2 separate regions of the Sus scrofa genome follow, and region 1 is linked to region 2. The links are chromatin contacts, called in public Hi-C maps. All regions are on one chromosome and are shown on one strand. The core of a region is the stretch at or near the end of the contact, and the rest is flanking DNA. Distances in the headings are between cores, read along the strand shown.

Region 1 (2,845 bases), core at 148-2,647, 95 kb before region 2:
CAACAATAAATATATGCAACTATACAAGCTCTAGTTTATTGATCTGTGGTCCTGGGACCCTCCTTGTAAGGCACAGGCTGTAAGGAAGCTTCTGGACAGTCAGGTTTAAGGTTCCGTCGACCAGTATAAAGGAGCTGCAGTTTGGCTTTTATTTTGTGAGTTTAAGGGCTACATTTAAAACAGTATTCGTTGCCAGGAGCTTCCCGACATTGAAGAGAATCTTAACCCGCCAACTCCAGATCTTGCGCTACTGCATCATTTGAAGCTAAGCCTCTTCAGGCAGCGACAAGTCAGGTAAAATGGCAGCAGGCGCAGCTGTGGGTACTGCTCCTGCTGCTGCTGCCGCCGCGGCTGGCCTCAACCTCAAGCGCTAAAGCGAATCTCCAGAGCTGCCAACTGCTCAAAGGAACAGTCAATAAATCAACAGGTCCTGCCCGTCCGCCGGAGGGTGCTCAGACCCAGACGCACCAGTCACAGGAGGAAGTGACTAATTATTTAAAGGCAGTTGAGACCACTGGAGGCCAAAGTCAGTTCCCCAGCGCCTTCTCTCCGTCTACCACCGACACTGGGGACCGGCTGAAAAAAGGCCCGGGCCCTGCACGGAGGGGAAAGCACCAATTCCTGGGCTGCTGCTCCGCGGCTCTAGCCCTCCGGCCCCTGGCAGCCCTGCCCTGCTCGCTGGTGCAGACGCCCCCGGGGCGCCTTCCTCCGGCTTTCCCCTTCCTCTCATGGTCTGCAAGACTTTCGGCTCTGATACCGGGAAACTTCCATAGAAGGTGAGATTCCGAAGTCAAGAGAGGATTCCACAAACTCCAAAGGGCCATGTCGGGACTTTAGGGTCAGACCTCAAAAGCCCAGGCGTTCCTAGTGAGGCTCGGAACTGCTCTGTCCTGCGGGTCCCGCGCTCCCATGCGCTCGCACCCATCCACCCACCGACAGGACGTGGTGTCCTCGATCCCCACGACCCCACGATGCCAGCGCCCCCAACCTCAACAGCGCCTACTCTCTGCGGAGCGGGAGGATGTAGGTCCCAAACTGGGAACCAAGGGGGCGGGACCTTGGCTGTCCCTGCCGGGCTCGCTCAACCCTGCCGGGTTCGCTCATCCCTCCCGAGGTCCAGGAGCAGTACACGCACTTCCAACCGGCCAGTACCTCGTCCGCTTCCAACTCTGTTCCGTTGCCTACGAGCGCCATGTTCCTCCTCAGGCTGCCACCGCCCAAAAGCCAAACAGGGAGCTCAGAGCCAACTCGGTTTCTCGGCTCCGGTCTCAGCCCAGCGTCAGCAAGGGAGGAAAGGGGCGGCCCCGTTCTCCCGCCGGGTCGCGGGCGGGGCCAGCAAGCCTTCCCTGCCCTGGGCGCCGGCAGACTGACAGAGCATCCATTTCCCAAGCGGGGGCCAGGCCGCCTGCCCCTCCACAAACTCCGCCCCCTGCAGGCCTCGCCCCGCCCCCACTGTCTAGAGTAACCAACCATATTCCCTCAACGCGTCTCCGCCTCCAGCCGGCATCCACAGCGAATCCACGTGGGCGGGGTCATTCCGCGGGCGGAGTCACCTCGTGGGCGGGGTCACTCGCGGACTTTGCGGGTCTGGTCCACCCTCTGAGAAAGTTCCTTCCAAGGGGCTAGCTCTCACCTAGAGCTAAGTGAGCGCCGGGTTAACAAGACCAAAGTCAAAGCCACAATACCCCTGCTGCTCGTGGAAGCGTCCAACTGGTCTTTGGACCAATGCCAGTCGCCTGCCCTCGCCAGGTGCGCACTATGTATCCGAAGATGGTGAGGCCAGAGAGCAGGCTTGAGTCAAAGTCACCAGTCTCCCAGAGGTCTCCGTCATACCACCTTCCCAGACACCAGGTGAAGAACATCGTCTTCATAACAAGGATGCTTTGTTTTTGTGTATGTTTGAAAAATAAAAGAAAATCCATGGGACAGATATTTATGCAACTGAGAACTCCTCTACCACTCCTCTCAATATCTCGCTGACCCCTTTTGTAACCCCAAACATGTGTACATAAGTGGACTTGAACTATAAGCTCTATGAAGGTAAGGGTGCTGTTCCTCTTCTTCAAGCCGGTATCCCCAGTACTTAGAACAGTGCCCTGCATGTAGTAGGTGCTCAACAAATATTTACTGGCTTCATTTAGAAATCCTTGCGTCTAATATGTAAGGTAAATGAACAATCCAATTGGAAAATTAGAAGCTATATTTTTAAAGATTTTTTTTTGGTCAGCTTTATTTTACATATGATAAAATTCACCAGGTTTAAGTTTGTAACTTGATAACAAATGTCTACAAAACACCATCCCAATCATAATTTGGAACACACCCCAAAAATTCCCTGTGCTTCCTTGCTGTCAGTTTCCTTCCCCCGCTCCCCAGCCTCTGGCAACCATTGATCTGCTATCACTATCATTTTGCCTTTTCTAGGATTTCATATAAATTTAAACATAGAGCCTATAGTCTTTTGTGTTGGGCTCATAAAGTACTATTTAATGGTCATCCTGTGATAATTATAAAACTGCCAACATTTATTGAATACTTATTATGTGCCTGAACTTTGCTGAGCCCTTTGCATAAATTACCTCATTTATCCTTCATAATCCCATGAAGTAGGTACTGTTAATTTACAGATGAGTAAACTCAGGCTCAGAGAGCTTAAGTAACTTGTTTGAAGTCAGACAGCAATTAAGGAAGTAAGAATGCCAGAATCTGAACTTCAAGCACTCTGACTCGAGGGTGTGGCTCTGCACTGCTTCCAGCTATCACCTTCCCTCTTGTTCTCCCTATTTGTTTCAGTAGAGCAGTTGCCTGCACATGTCTATTACACACATTTTCAGTGAGTCATTTT
Region 2 (3,027 bases), core at 183-2,682:
AGATACCACTTCACACCCACCAGGATAGCTATAATCAAAGAGTCAGTAAATAACAAGCATTGGCAAGGATGTAGAGAAATCAAAATCCTCATACAATCCTAGTGGCAGTGTAAAATGGGGCAACCACTGTGAAAAGGTCTGGCAGTTCTTCAAATGCTTTAACGACAGAGTTACCACATGACCTAGCAATCCTACATATATATCATTAGATACACATATATCTTCAAGGGAAATGAAACTGCACAAAAATTTGTACATGAATGTTTAGCAGTAGTATCATAATGGCCAAAAGGTAGACCTTTTTTTGATAAATGGATAAATAAAACGTCATATATCCATACACTGTGTATATTTAGCCATAAAAAAGTGAGGTTCCAGTACATACTACAATACGGATAAATCCTGAAAACATGCTAAATGAAAGAAGCTAGTCACTAAAAGATCACATATATGATGCCATTCATATTAAATGCCTAAGGCTGGAGGAGTTGGGATGATAGGTAAAATAAATGGGGTTTCTTTTTGAAGTGATGAAGATGTTCTTAAATTGACTGTGGTGCTGTTTGCCTAACTGTAAATCTACTAAAAGCCATTGAAAGAACATTTACAGCGGGTCAGGTGTATGGTATGTGAATTATAGAGCAATAAGTAAGTAATCAAGGCTCCTCCCATATGTTCTGCTACGTTGCCTCCTCTGGGGCTTCGGACACATGGAGAAAGTGCCATCTGAAGCTAGACGGATTGAGTTCTGACCTTGCTTCTGTCTCCTGGAGGTTAACTCCTTCCTCAGTAGCTCAATGGGGATGGTAATCCCTGCCTGGCAAGGTTGTTGTGATTTTTTAAAATATACACTAGGGATAATAATGTACAGTGTCTGACACATATTAAGTGCTCAAAAAATCAACAGCATGTTGCGCCTGTTCAGCAGTGATACATATATTACTGGGGGTGGGGGGCGTTGGGGAGGTTCTCAAGGAACCGGATCTGGAGGTCCGGTAGTGCCCCCCCCACCCCGTCTCAGCCCTCGACCCCCAAGGCTCTCAGGCTCTGGGACAGTGAGGCAGCCACGCAACCCTTAAATCAACGAAAAGTCCCACACCCCCGGGCCGAGAGGAAAGCACTGAGTGGGGCCATGGGCTTGTCAAAGCCGCTCGGCCCCGCAGAGAGCGACGCTGCGTAACCCGGAGAGCCGAAAAACCAGTCACACAAGCTGCAGTGAACAGAAAACCAAGCCACTCTTCGAAACGCCGCCAGCGGAGAACAATGCACTCAACCCCGCACGCGGAGACTCGCGGTGCCGCGCCCCGGGGCGGGTACGACTCAGGCCCTGCCGGGAAATGTAGTACCTGAAGTTGGGCACGTGCAGCCTCGTTGCCTGCTGGCCCGGGCCCCGCGCAACTGCAAGTCCCAGCATGCTCCGCGAGGCCTTGATCCGCCGGCTTTCTCAGGGAAGGGAGTGGGACGAATATGGCTGAAGGCAGTCGGGGCGGTCCAGCGTGCGGCAGGATGGAGGACAGACAAGACCCGGCCCCCAGCAGTGGTGGCTGCGGCTTTCCAGAGTACGAGCTTCCTGAGCTAAACACACGCGCTTTCCACGTGGGCGCTTTTGGGGAGCTGTGGCGCTGCCGACTGCGCGGAAAAGGGGACTTGTCGCTGAAGGAGCCTCCGGCACCCGCGGTGCCCGAGGGCGACACGGTCGCCGACTCCGGCCGGGAGGATGCTGCCGTGGCCCGGGATCTGGGCTGCAGCCTGGAAGCGGCAGCAGAGCTAAGGGCGGTGTGCGGGTGAGTGCGGGGCCGAGGGGCTCTTGGGACTTGGGGTCTACCCAGGTGCAGCCTTGCTCCTGCGCTCCGCTGGGACTCATCCTAGGGCGGGCCTGTGGTTTACTCCCCCGGGGTAGACAGGCTGCCCTTTCAAAGCTTTCAGCCTGGTGAAAGCCTTCCCTGAGTGACGGGAGAAGTCCCGTGATCGGAATGCACAATTTCTGCTAGTTGGAGTGAAGGGAGAGAGCTGCATAAGAGATTCATTTTTCTACTCACTAGTTTTTTAAGTGATTGTTAATGTAGTAAAACAATTATAGTAACAGCGACGGGTATCTGCCATTGAGAGGCACTTTGATGTTGGAAGGACCTTAGGAACGAAGAAGCTGGAAGGATGTTAAACCAGAATGGAATCTTGATTAACTGTGGTCTCTTTTGGCGACCTCCCGGGTATGCTGTTAATGAGATTTTCCCCAGAGTGCCTTATTTTGGGTGAAAATATGAAAGTAACATCTCTTTGTCTATTTAACAGTATTGGCCTCCTCAAACGCCATGTATCCTTTTACTTAATGAATATCGCACAGAATTCGCCTTTAATTCTGGCCTCCTCTGAGGCGCCTGCTGGATTTTATCTGATTTCTTAATTGTTCATTAACGTATTTAGGACACACTCTTCAACGCGCTACGGAAGGATTCGTGATTGCTTTTTTTTTGTTTGTTTTGTTTTAGCCTTGATAAACTGAAGTGCCTTGAGGAAGGGGAGGATCCAGAAGTCATCCCAGAGAATACCGACCTAGTGACTTTGGGGTATGGAGGACTTTGTCATTTGTTTAAATATTTCTTTCAACATTGTATTATTCAGAAGTCGACAGTATGGTATTGTTATCATTCTATCCACTAAATTCAGGCATTGTTGACATTTAGCCATCTTGGCTTTAGCTCTTTGTGTTTGAGATATTCGCTGTGTGTCTTCTATTGCAGAACGACTCAGTAAGTTGCAGACATTATGATAATTTACCCCGAAATACATGATCATATAGCTCCTAAAAGTATCATTCTCCTACTTAATCAGAGTGGTATTATTATTCTTAAGAAAATTAACAGTAAATGCATTAACTGTAATATTCAGTCCATATTTAAATTTTTTTTTTTTAATGTTTACAAACGTACAATTAATCTATTTAAATAGGTTTCTCAGTGCAAGCTAATTTTTCTGACGGTGCTTCTCAAACTATCATACTCTGGTAGTATGATAAAGTACTAGTTT

Evidence for each region. A called contact is a pair of places that touch in the nucleus more often than the background predicts.
Region 1: a Hi-C map of embryonic fibroblasts shows a contact between it and region 2, with 2.5 times the contacts expected there. The contact joins the promoter of TTC39B here to the promoter of SNAPC3 in region 2. A contact is called at or near these places in 2 of 5 promoter capture datasets (fetal liver and liver), 12 of 47 Hi-C or Micro-C datasets (alveolar macrophages, embryonic fibroblasts, fetal heart ventricle and 7 more) and 2 of 2 datasets of contacts at active chromatin or transcription factors (alveolar macrophages and skeletal muscle).

The regions. Positions count from the first base shown.
Region 1 is chr1:207,345,897-207,348,741 of Sscrofa11.1, reverse strand. It overlaps TTC39B (tetratricopeptide repeat protein 39B), which reads right to left and starts at 1,397. Exons shown (of 21, transcript XM_021063500.1): 1 at 1,346-1,397; 2 at 1,153-1,343. The coding sequence starts at 1,382.
Region 2 is chr1:207,250,825-207,253,851 of Sscrofa11.1, reverse strand. It overlaps SNAPC3 (snRNA-activating protein complex subunit 3), which reads left to right and starts at 1,432. Exons shown (of 9, transcript XM_001927743.5): 1 at 1,432-1,784; 2 at 2,490-2,567. The coding sequence starts at 1,468.